Linked DNA regions of Mus musculus: all the other regions are linked to region 1. A link is a contact called in public HiChIP or PLAC-seq and promoter capture Hi-C data. All regions are on one chromosome and are shown on one strand. The core of a region is the stretch at or near the end of the contact, and the rest is flanking DNA. Distances in the headings are between cores, read along the strand shown. Region 1 holds the start of 9930014A18Rik (RIKEN cDNA 9930014A18 gene). Region 2 has its middle 39 kb from the start of 4930449C09Rik. Region 3 has its middle 66 kb from the start of 4930449C09Rik. Region 4 holds the start of Fam91a1 (family with sequence similarity 91, member A1).

Region 1 (2,856 bases), core at 94-2,593:
AATAAAGTTTCTATTTCCTTCCCTCCCCCACTCCTGCCCAGGGTTGGCAGGTAGGGCGCGGGCGGAAGCTGTCGGAGCTGCTGATGCAATGGCTTTGGCTGGGTCCAGGTGATAGCTGGAGGAAGGGGAAAGCTGGAGTGGCCATGTCTCCAGTGATCGTGACCTTAGTGGTGTAGAAACGCGAGGAAGCACGTCCCCCAGACTTCTCCTAAAATGGCTCCAGGTGCTCGGGCCCCTACCGGTTCTTTTTCAAGAAACAAACGTCTTTTTCTGGAGTGGCACCTACAAACATCTCCCTCGTCTTCTCTTCCAACAGGTGGCTTTAGCCCCTGCCCGGGCACCAGTGCCAATGACTCTGACGGTGGTTTCGCTTTCTCCTCTTGAAGTCTTGTGAACGAGAGTCCACAGCGTAATGGGCAACCAGGTGGAAAAACTGACCCACCTAAGTTATAAGGAAGTTCCCACGGCCGACCCGACCGGCGTGGATCGAGACGATGGGCCCCGCATCGGAGTCTCTTATATTTTCTCCAATGACGACGAGGATGTGGAACCTCAGCCACCGCCCCAGGGGCTTGATGGCGGAGCTTTGTCCGACTCCGGGGATCGGCCTCCCCTGCCCCCGCCGCAGCCCTACGACCCGCGGCAGCACGAGGTGGAATGCTCGGTGTTTTATCGTGATGAGTGCATCTATCAGAAAAGCTTCGCGCCAGGATCGGCGGCTCTGAGCACCTACACACCGGAGAACTTGCTCAACAAGTGCAGTCCGGGTGACCTGGTGGAGTTTGTATCGCAGGCTCAATACCCGCACTGGGCTGTCTACGTGGGCAATTTCCAGGTGGTGCATTTGCACCGGCTGGAGGTGAGCAACAGCTTCCTGACCGATGCGAGCCAGGGCCGGCGCGGCCGCGTGGTCAACGATCTGTATCGCTACAAGCCACTGAGCCCTAGCGCTGTAGTGCGCAACGCGCTGGCCCACGTGGGCGCCAAGGAGCGCGAGCTCAGCTGGCGCAACTCCGAGAGCTTTGCGGCCTGGTGCCGCTATGGCAAACGCGAGTTCAAGATCGGTGGCGAGCTGCGCATCGGCAAGCAGCCCTACCGTTTGCAGATTCAGCTCTCGGCTCAGCGCAGCCACACTCTCGAGTTCCAGAGCCTGGAGGACTTGATCATGGAGAAGCGGCGCAACGACCAGATCGGACGCGCGGCGGTGCTACAGGAGCTCGCCACGCACCTGCACCCGGCTGAGCCGGATGAGGGCGACAGCGACGCGACTCGGACTACACCGTCCCCCCTGCGTCCCCCAGCATCGGGCTCCGAGGAGGAGAACGGAGACTCGGTCGTGCACTGATACTTGAACTGGGCTCAGAGCTACAAAAGGAAGCTGTTTGCTGCAGCCACGCCCTCTTCCTCCCGCTCTTCTCCCCCCCCCAACACTTGGGCCCCATTTAGTATTCCTGGGCCTTTTGGAAAAAGCGGAGTTGGTGAAATGTACTGCAGGCTTTGGACAGGGGAGGAGGAAGGGGACTTAGGGAGCAGGTAGGATTGGCTGGTGGGTGGCCATGGGATGCTTTTTCTTCAGGCCCTCTCAGTCCACCTTCCTTTCCCAGGTGGGGTAAAGTGGGAACTTGCTTGCGGCTTCAACCCTATCAGATCTGGGACCAAATTTAACCCTTCGTATACAAGCAGGCTTGGGGGAAATCTCAGAGCACATTTGCCCTGCATTCTGTCTCTCTGGATCCCTCACTACACTCAGCTTGGAGGATGCAGGGTACAAAGGCCGGAGAGGATTGGGGAGGAGCCGCTTCGGGTCTGCTGGGAGAACTGCTTATCTGCTTCCCCCGCTGAGCTGTGCTTGGGATCCTAGAAGCTGGAGTGATTTATTTTTATGGGATTCCCGGGGCACAAGGCTGCTGAAACTACAAGATCTGGGATCAGCAGACCAAAACCAAACAGCCCCGTATTAAGTGCAGCAAATACTTTAGCAAACTCAGGCTACAGGCTACAAAAGGATTTCACTACCTCCCCCTCCCTATCCCCAAGTACCTCCTCTTGGGAAGCTGGCTCTAAGCGGAGTCTTTGGCTTAGACTCCAATTCCTTCCCCCGGTTACAAGTAAATCATTGTCAAGGGCCAGCCAGGGAAAGGATTCAATTAAGGTGCCATTCTGCCTCCTGTGTTTTTGGCCTGCTGTTGTGGACTCTTAGAGCTATGGTGTTGTTATCAGGGGAGGCAATAGCCCTTTGTGTCTCTGATCTAATTAAACCTGTTTGGCGTGTTCATCTGCAGGTCACAGATGGGGTTGGCTTGTGCCACCCCATAAAGTATCCTCTAGGGAATCAACCAGTGCTACCCTGGAAAGAATTAAATCTCTCCTTGTCCCCTTGCTAAGTGGTGAAAGTAACCCTTTAAAAACCAAGCTGGACCTAGGGTTCGTTTTGCTTTTTGTTTTTCTCTCCCTGGTCTCCCTTCCTCGACAGACAGTTGCTGTGGTAGGGTGAGGGTTACTTTGCCATCCATGATGGGTGAAGTTTAAAGTACAAAGTCTTGTCATATGTACCCAATTTCTTTGTGGCTTGGAGAACATCCGATTCAGAACCCTTTACTAAGGGTGGTGGCATCAGACACAGATCCCATGTAGTACTGTCAGAAGAGATTTGATGACAGTCCCAAACGTAGGTTGGTGGTGGCGGCATTCGGACAGGCTGAAGAGGTAGCAATTGTGTCTGCAACTGAACTTCCGTGCACTTTAGTACAAGGCTTTAAGACTGCGACAGCCTGGTGCCTGAACCGAAGGCAGACCTTTGACTGCCGAGGGCTTATAGGCAGTCTGTCAACTGCTTTCAAAAACTGAGCATACTTA
Region 2 (2,856 bases), core at 219-2,718, 2.9 Mb before region 1:
TCTACATGGCAAGTCAAATCCAATTTTCTCAGGCTATACAACCATTTCTAAACAGGACTTGGCCAAGAATGTCTAGTTTGTGAGTGCACAAAACAAGGAGCAAAGATTTTTCATAGTCTTTAGGCCCCTGAGATTCTATTTTTGTGGCTCTAGTTTCTCAGGAGATCATGGTACAACTGAAGCAGCTTGAGTAAGGCGATTCTGTATGTGTAAGAATCTATTCATGTCCCTGGACACATCTGTGCTGGTTAATTTTATGTTAGCTTGATATAAGCTACAGTCATTTGGGATCCTCCATTGAAAAAAATAAATGCCCCTAGTAGATTGGCTTGTGGTAGATTTTCTTGATTGGTGATTGACATGGGAGGGCCCAGTGCCCTGCCCCCATACCCCATTACTATACAAGAAAGCAGGCTGAGCTTGCCCTGGGAAGCAAGCCAGTTCTCCTTTAAGCTTCTGCTTCAGTCTCTGCCTCCAGGCTCCTGCCCTGATTTTCCTCAGCTTTAAACTCTAACGTGGATCTGTAAATGAAATGAGCAAGCCCTTTCCTCCCTATGTTGTTTTTGTTCATGGTGTTTTATCATAAAAATAGAAAACCTAGCTAAGACAATGCCCTTCATCCTCCTGTCTTCCCATCATCCATCCATTCATGCATCCATTAAAAGACATCTCCTGGCCAGCATGGGACTGACCTAGGCCCTCTGCATATATGGTAAGATTGTATAGCTTCATCTTCTTGTGGGACACCTAACAGTGGGAGCAGGGGCTGTCTCTGATTCTTTTGCCTGCTTTTGGGACCCTTTCCTTCTTACTGGTTGCTTTGTTCAGCCTTGACGGAAAACTGTGGTTGGGATGTAAAAAAATAACAACAACATCTCCTGGCACATGACAACACTAGAATTCTAGCTCTTTTGTTTCTGACTTCTCCAGTAAGAGAACCAAGTAAGAAGGGGGAAAACAAAAACAAAAACAAAAACAAAAAATCCAACAACCCAGAAGTTCAGAGATGCCTATGTTGAAAATGCCCCGGAGCTTTTATGTTCATACTCCCAATAAACATGCAAGATGAATGCCATTTGATTCTGTCCTCTTTTTGTTGTAAAAGCACAGAGGTCTGGAACAGCTGTATCTTTGCACAGCTGTACAACTTGCTCAAAGGAACAGAAATGCACATCTATGGGCTATGTAGTATGCACTAGGTATGGCCTTCATGTTCACAATCTTACTGCACTGGGCACAACACTGAACAGAAATTTGTGTGTTTACATGTGTGTGTTTATGTGTGTGTGTGTGTGTGTGTGTGTGTGTGTGTGTGTGTGTGTGTGTGTATTTGATACAAATAAATGAGAAACAAGGGTACTGAGAAGTTATGGACTTGTTTACGTCATGGGTAGGAAGTGAAGCCTCTGGTCTTCCTATGGCCTCATGCTGTCTCCCCAGAGAACACACAGGGTCAAAGCTGTCACCTACTGCTAACCCTGACTCAGTGAGAGGCATCCTGGCTTTCTTCCCCTTTTCTTTCAAAGTTTCAATGAGAAGGGTCAGAAAGGAAAACCACAGCAGCAACATAAATAGCAGAGGAAGGACGAGGGTCGGAGAAGGGTCTTGGGAGTAAATGGTGGTTTGAAGATAACGTTTTGGACCAGGGCTGGGAACCTGGAAAACACAGACCTCCAAAAGACCGCCTTTTTCCGTTGACATTTCTGGAATGGTTGTGGGCCAGCTTTTCTTTCTTCTCTCAGCCCTGTCTCAGCAATGGCAGAGTCTTGTCATCTTTTGAGAGCTCTTCATGGACTCTCTGGGAGACGGTTCTCTGTCTGTTGGCCCTGACGCTTGTTCTCATTATTTCCAGCCCTTTCTGGATACACACTGCACTTGTGTGTGACCACCATCTTATTATAAGTGATCCCAGATCTAGACCTCCAGCCCATGTCTGCCCTGGCACACCATCTGTCTCACTCATGAAGGTGCCCAGTACCACTATCTCCAGGGAAGCCCCTCTCCTCCCACATTCCTAACTTCAGATAACAGAGACACTCCAAACAAGGTGTCTTTTTCTTCTTCTTCTTCTCCTTATTTACATTTCATACGTTTTCCCCTTTCCAGGACTCCCCTTCAGAAACCCCCTATCCTATCCCTTCTCCCCACTCACCAAAGCAGTTGATTGTCTTATCTCATGGTCTCTTGTTTCTGAGTGCCTGAGTACCTAATTAGTCTACGTGCTGGTTTAAAAGCAGAAAAATGAGGTATTAACCCTCATCTGCCTCCCAGCCCACAATATTATGTTGTGTGTGTTTGTGAGTTAGGCATCAGGCATTGAAGAGAATGCTCCCCCCCAATTTTTCTAATTGGATATTTTATTTATTTACATTTCTTTTTTTTAATTAGGTATTTTCCTCATTTACATTTCCAATGCTATCCCAAAAGCCCCCCATACCCTCCACCCCACTCCCCTACCTACCCATTCCCACTTTTTGTCCCTGGCATTCCCCTGTACTGGAGCATATAAAGTTTGCAAGTCCAATGGGCCTCTCTTTCCAGTGATGGCCTACTAGGCCATCTTTTGATATATATGCAGCTAGAGTCAAGAGCTCTGGGGTACTGGTTAGTTCATAATGTTGTTCCACCTATAGGGTTGCAGATCCCTTTAGCTCCTTGGGTATTTTCTCTAGCTCCTCCATTGGGGACCCTGTGATCCATCCAATAGCTAACTGTGAGCATCCACTTCTGTGTTTGCTAGGCCCCGGTGTAGTCTCACTAGAGACAGCTATATCAGGGTCCTTTCAGCAAAATCTTACTAGTGTATGCAATGGTGTCAGCGTTTGGAGGCTGATTATGGGATGGATCCCTGGATAT
Region 3 (2,856 bases), core at 169-2,668, 2.8 Mb before region 1:
ATATTAATTCCCCTGGGACCACAACATTCCCAGTTGGTGTACACGTAGTGCCACTACATCCTTGGACTGACAGGTACTTTGGTTCCATTTTCTGGTCTAATTCTCTGGCTGATATTTGGGTCCATCTTTCTACGATCCTCTCAACTGTTCTAACGACACAAAGTTCCATTTTGGGAGTTGTACCAGGCCACCTTGGGAAAACAAAATCTGTCTCCATTTCTCAATTGCCATTTGAGGGTCCAGCGGAAAGAACACAAATTTGAACAAACAGTATTTCATTGTATATTCAACAGAGAAACACACTCTTGTATGTCAACATTACGAGGAAGGCTGAGGATAGCTTTATAGTTTCTCTGAGGAAACGATCGTTCAGTTGGTACAAACGCTTATAGGACTTTTTATCTTACTCTTCATAGCCACTGGTCCCTGAAGAGAAGCTCTTTTATCACACTGGATTTCTCTGTTTCCCACTTGAGAACCTTAACCCCTTGGAGTAGGATCTATGCGCTTTGTAATCCAGAAGTTTTTATTCGGATACCATACTCATTTCTATCCTGGCACATGTTAGCAAGAGAAGAGTAAAAATTGTTAATTCATGGGAGAAAATAACAGCATTAATGAATGTATAGATTTACAAAGACACACATATACCATACTCATTTCTATCCTGGTACATGTTAGCAAGAGAAGAGTAAAAATTGTTAATTCATGGAGAAAATAACAACATTAATGAATGTATAGATTTACAAAGACACACATATACCATACTCATTTCTATCCTGGTACATGTTAGCAAGAGAAGAGTAAAAATTGTTAATTCATGGAGAAAATAACAGCATTAATGAATGTATAGATTTACAAAGACACACATATACCATACTCATTTCTATCCTGGTACATGTTAGCAAGAGAAGAGTAAAAATTGTTAATTCATGGGAGAAAATAACAGCATTAACGAATGTATAGATTTACAAAGGCACACATCATTGGATTGCTTTTGAACCCCATTCTCACTCCCCAGTCCTGTGCACCTAGGAGATACAGCATATAGCTTAGGTTGTTATGTATGCAAGGGGATTTAGAAGAGATCCTTTGGAGGAATGTCATATTTTAAAGATGGAGCTACTTTAAAAAAAAAAAGAGTCTCTCTGACCTTGAGTAAGCAACTTTATACACCATCTTACATGGCTGGTTTTAAATTGTCTGTTAGAGGCCACAATGGTAGCTGTTCTGCCAGGCCCTGAGACTGTTCAAGGGATGAAGCGAGATAATGCAGGTGAAGTCTTAAGTACTGGCTTAAGGGCAGCTGTGTGCGTAGTGTTTGAAAAATGTGCGCACTGGGAGCAGGAGGCTTGATTTCAAGCCTCCAGGCTGCACATCTTGAAGCTGAACTATGTTCAGGGTGAATCAAACAATTCCAAATACTGGCAGCAGGGGGCGCTCTTGCACTTTCCTTAGATTGTCCTAATCGGCTAAGAGGAGGAAACAACTTTTTGTCTCCATTTTCTAATTTAGTTCTTGGGTCCATTTGGGTGTGGAGGACAACATTGTGTCCGTTCACTGGGATGGTCCAGCCCATGAATTTCCAAAATGGCAGCAGTCTGATCTAGATTGATTTTGTTTTTATCTGTGCTTTGTGTAGGTGCCACAGACAATCTGGGTCCCTGGTCTGGCATGTAGGACAGATAGGTGCTGACCCTGTGACCTAAATTTCACAAGAAGAGTCCAGGTCAACAAAGAGTTTGATAGTTCGAGGGGCCAAACTGTCTTCTGGCTTGTTCATGATCGACCTGTGGTAGCATGGTGTGTAGCAGTAGCGGGGATATTCTGCTGTACTGTCAGGAATGAAGATGAGATGTGGAATGTGGGTCCTAGGGGGTACATCTTAAAAGCCCTAGCTAGTGTGGATGGGTCGTTATGGGACGGCATCAATGAGTAAATGAGTCCATGTTGCATCATTGCCATCTTATCATGGACACTGGAAGCCTTGAAGATAAATGAGAAAGGTGTGAGACACATATGGCATATATGGGTTTACAGAAACTCAGCTCAGGCCTCACACTCTGGTATGCTTTGTGCTGGTCTTTGATGTGTGTGTGTGTGTCAGAGTGGGGGTTAGGGGTTTCTACACCATACCCCTTTTGTTGATACTGACAATATAAAACCAAGAGGACAGTATAAGTAATTTTCCCAATGCAACTGACCAAGTTTTTTAAAAATGTGTATCATATACATATGTGTCTATATATGGCATATATGTATATATCATATATAAAATATATTTTAGACATAGTGCCAAAAGTGTGTGTGTATATACATACATATATATATATATATATATATATATATATACACATGTATATATATGTATATACACACACACACACACACACACACACATATATATATATATATATATATATATATATTCATTCAATTCTTGGATTGCAACCAATTAAGCCATTAAAGCGAGGTAAGTTGTTCCTTTAATCTGTGAATTTCATGTGAGTTTTACTAATGTCCCAATCACAAATCATGCCAAAATGAGGAGCTGAGTCCCACATTAAACTTGAGTTTCGTTAGCCTCCTTAAGCTCAGAAAAGCTTCCTGTCTTTTGCGACAATACTACCTTGGAAGGACACAGATTGAGGTATGTTGTAGACTCTTCCTCAAGCCAGTTTTCCCCACGATGCCTTGTGATCAGATTCAACTCCCGCATTTCTAGCCCCAGCATCGTGGAAGGGCTACTGTGTCTTTTCAAGCACTATGGTGGATACACATAATGCCAGCTTCCCTCATTACTGGTGATGTGAGCTATTTGCCTAAGGTCCTTTCTGCCAGGCTTCTCTGCTGCCA
Region 4 (2,856 bases), core at 178-2,677, 2.4 Mb after region 1:
CTCATTCAAATTTAAGAGGAACTTATTCCCAAAGATTTAGACTTGTTCCTTTTTTCAAGTTTCAGAAACTTGACATCTTTGACAACCTATAGACCTTTGCCCCTGAAACACACCTAGGGTTCTGGTGTCTTAGAAGTATTTTGTCACGTGATGTCCACCAGACCCTTAACTCGTTCTCTAGAACTAGGACTCAAAGTAAATCACAAGAATCATAAAAACATTACCACCACCATTCCATAATTCCAAAAGTATACCTGCTGCCCACCACCAAGAGAAACCAGAAATCAGAGGAACTTAGAAACGGTGGGCAGCGAACCCCTGCATTGCATGTAGTAAACATACTATACATGTAAGCACACACATCAAGGCCTTCGTAAAAGTTCAAACCACCTATCCGTTCTTTTCTTTCACCAGTCCATTTACTCTGTCTCTGACAGAAAAGACTCTCCGTGGAGGCAGGATCCTTAAACTATCTGCATGCTCAGTAAACACGACTGAGTAAAACTACCATTCATTGTAAGCATTCGATTAAAAAACAAAAACAAAACCCCTCGGGTCATGCTCCCGTTGATCCTTTATAAACTCAGGCTGTGTAAAGGACGAAGTCCGACAACACAAACCACACACGTACCCTTCCAAATCAGGCCTGACTGCTCTGTCAGCCTCGGCAGCTATCACCCTCACGCATCCAGCCAACATTTCCAAGTGGATCGGAACACGTCTCCGAACTCTGGTGATTGTTCACAGCTCCGGAGACGTACTCTTCCCTCTTCCCGGGGGTGGAGGGCCTTCGTTCCTCATCTTAGTAACTTTTAGTGGTCTTCCAGGGCCAACTTTAAATGCTTTCAGTTACACATGCAACTCCAAGCAGGCAACCTAACCCCCAGAAACGCTCCAGAGGAGGTACGTGTGATCTGTCGCTTTGCACTCCCTTCTCCCACCACTCTCAAGTTTGGGGGCCCGGGGACTTTATTAAAATAAAGATTGCAGGCCGAGGTACCAGGCGAGTCCGGGGGGACACCCGTCCAGCCTTCTTGGGAGACAGCGCACGCCCAGTTTCCCCGAGCCCCCCGACGGCCCGCAGGTCAGGCGACAGAGAAGCAGGGCGGAGCCATACCTGCTTCACGTTCGTTGGCAACTTGCTCCAAGGATAATTGTGCCGGATGTGGAACTCAACGTCGATGTTCATGATGCCGGAGCCCAGGCCCGCGGCGGCCGCGGCTGCCACGCCGCCTGCCGCCCGCGAGCGCCCGGCCTGTCAGCGGAGCCCGCACGTCTAGGCCGCACGAGCACGGCGCCGCCCCATGGCCAGGCCCCCACAGGTCCGCGCGGCGCCGGCCACGGGGCACGGACGGGAGCGCCAACTACGACCCGCGCCTCGGCAGCTCCAAGTTTCTTCCTAGTTTCGGCCTGCCGGAAATGGCTCTGTGCCGACGTCACTTCCGCTCACTGGCCTAGGTCCGAGCGTGGAGCTCCGCCCCCACCCCACCCCCCGCACGTGGTTGAACGGTGCGAGGAAGGCGGGACTCAGAGACCCTCCGAGCCCAGCCAGCCGCGCCTGCGCATTGGGGTGACAGAGGCTCCCTGGTCTGCACCTCTGGGTTTGTGTGACTCAGTTTCCCGAATGTGTGTCTCCAATGGCTCTGTCGGTTGTCTGAGCAAAAGCGCTTCTAATGAAAGAACCACTCTCGCCACCCTGCCGAACAAGAGAACACCGAGTATGCCTGGGCCCCCCCCACCCATTGGCCTAGAGTCGCTAGCGGCGTCATCCCTTCCAAGCATTCGCTGTATCCTGGGGATGGAGAACGTTGGACTCCTTCCAAGATCCAAATTCTTAAAATGTAGGGATTTGAGGTGCAGAAATGTTAACTTGCTTCGATCGCCTTTTTAAACGCAGAACTGGGATGGTTATCCCTACAGCTCTCCTGAGGTCTTTGGGAACGGTTTCTTCCAGAGTATATTTTATTTCCTAAGCAAACTCATTTAACTGCAAGACTTCAGTGGTTCTTTGTCTATTTTTTCATTTTAAAGCAATGTTTTTAAGTCATGTTTTGTTATACACTACTGATAAGAACTGAAAACATTAAAGACGCTTAATCCATACCTCAACAACTGGCCAGTCTGAGGCATGCCATTATATCTAATTATTTGAAACTATTATGGTACACACTGCTCTTACATAGGTGTATTGGTCTGGTTATCTGATCGCAGTAACTTCCTATCCTGCTGAGATCCTCCTCAACGTAGCTAAAATGTTCTGAACTCCAGTAATGCAACAGTATTCAAAAGTATGATCTGTCTACTATGTATCATTCCCTTGCCTCAACAGTCAGTGAAACATTGCCACAGCGACTAGGCCTATCAGAAGAAGAAAGTGAGGTTGGCAGGGCTACAAGAGCCCTCAGAATGGCAGAGCCCACTGGTTTTCACAATGTATTATTTTATGTATGAGTGTTTTGCCTGCATGTGTGTGTGTGTGTGTGTGTGTGTGTGTGTGTGTGTGCACCACCAGTGTGCCTTGTACCTTCAGAGGCCAGAAGAGAGCATCAGATATCAGGTGCCCAGAAGTTGGATTTCAGATTTTTTTTTGCTAAACAAAAGCAAGTGATTTTAGCTGCTGGGCCAACTGTCCAGGCCCAGCCCAAGGCTGTTTATTGGAACCATCCTGTGAATTCCTCAGGAACACCCTTCATAGAAATATTCTGTCTCCTGCTTTAGTTTAGGAAAGTTCATTTAGAGTTAGTGAAATAAATACCCCCTACATTTTTCATAATTCGCATGTGAACAAACAGTATTCTTCAGAATCGTTTTATCTAGTATAATGTAAGTAACAAAATTAAAGATATCTTCATTTTT

Evidence for each region. Promoter capture Hi-C pulls out the DNA fragments that hold promoters and counts their contacts. HiChIP or PLAC-seq counts read pairs in DNA pulled down with a chosen protein or histone mark.
Region 2: a contact with region 1 is called in a promoter capture Hi-C map of 3T3-L1-derived adipocytes, with 10 times the contacts expected there. The contact joins the enhancer-like site here to the promoter of 9930014A18Rik in region 1. A contact is called at or near these places in 4 of 39 promoter capture datasets (3T3-L1-derived adipocytes, the SN4741 cell line, cranial neural crest and 1 more) and 5 of 115 datasets of contacts at active chromatin or transcription factors (acute myeloid leukemia, astrocytes, embryonic forebrain and 2 more).
Region 3: a contact with region 1 is called in an H3K4me3 HiChIP or PLAC-seq map of pro-B cells, with 15 times the contacts expected there. The contact joins the enhancer-like site here to the promoter of 9930014A18Rik in region 1. A contact is called at or near these places in 5 of 39 promoter capture datasets (cranial neural crest, embryonic stem cells, hippocampal neurons and 1 more), 2 of 484 Hi-C or Micro-C datasets (B cells and LSK cells), 9 of 115 datasets of contacts at active chromatin or transcription factors (the 230-238 cell line, acute myeloid leukemia, astrocytes and 6 more) and 1 of 9 other capture datasets (liver).
Region 4: a promoter capture Hi-C map of pre-B cells shows a contact between it and region 1, with 5 times the contacts expected there. The contact joins the promoter of Fam91a1 here to the promoter of 9930014A18Rik in region 1. A contact is called at or near these places in 1 of 39 promoter capture datasets (pre-B cells) and 1 of 115 datasets of contacts at active chromatin or transcription factors (astrocytes).

Annotation. Positions count from the first base shown.
Region 1 is chr15:60,821,452-60,824,307 of GRCm38.p6, reverse strand. 9930014A18Rik (RIKEN cDNA 9930014A18 gene) reads right to left here and starts at 1,343. Exons shown (of 3, transcript NR_030696.1): 1 at 1-1,343. It overlaps Lratd2 (LRAT domain containing 1), which reads left to right. Exons shown (of 2, transcript NM_001162926.1): 2 at 317-2,856. The coding sequence starts at 413. The coding sequence ends at 1,345.
Region 2 is chr15:63,677,758-63,680,613 of GRCm38.p6, reverse strand. No RefSeq gene overlaps it. Among named protein-coding and RNA genes, the nearest start is that of 4930449C09Rik, 39 kb to the left of the region's middle. Within about 2 kb of position 1,468, at least 29 of the 459 cell types and tissues checked have an H3K27ac peak or open chromatin away from gene starts, as enhancers often do. A contact at or near this core is called in acute myeloid leukemia, where this site is marked.
Region 3 is chr15:63,651,308-63,654,163 of GRCm38.p6, reverse strand. No RefSeq gene overlaps it. Among named protein-coding and RNA genes, the nearest start is that of 4930449C09Rik, 66 kb to the left of the region's middle. Within about 2 kb of position 1,418, at least 38 of the 459 cell types and tissues checked have an H3K27ac peak or open chromatin away from gene starts, as enhancers often do. A contact at or near this core is called in acute myeloid leukemia and pro-B cells, where this site is marked.
Region 4 is chr15:58,414,039-58,416,894 of GRCm38.p6, reverse strand. It overlaps Fam91a1 (family with sequence similarity 91, member A1), which reads right to left and starts at 1,427. Exons shown (of 24, transcript NM_145959.3): 1 at 1,118-1,427. The coding sequence starts at 1,189.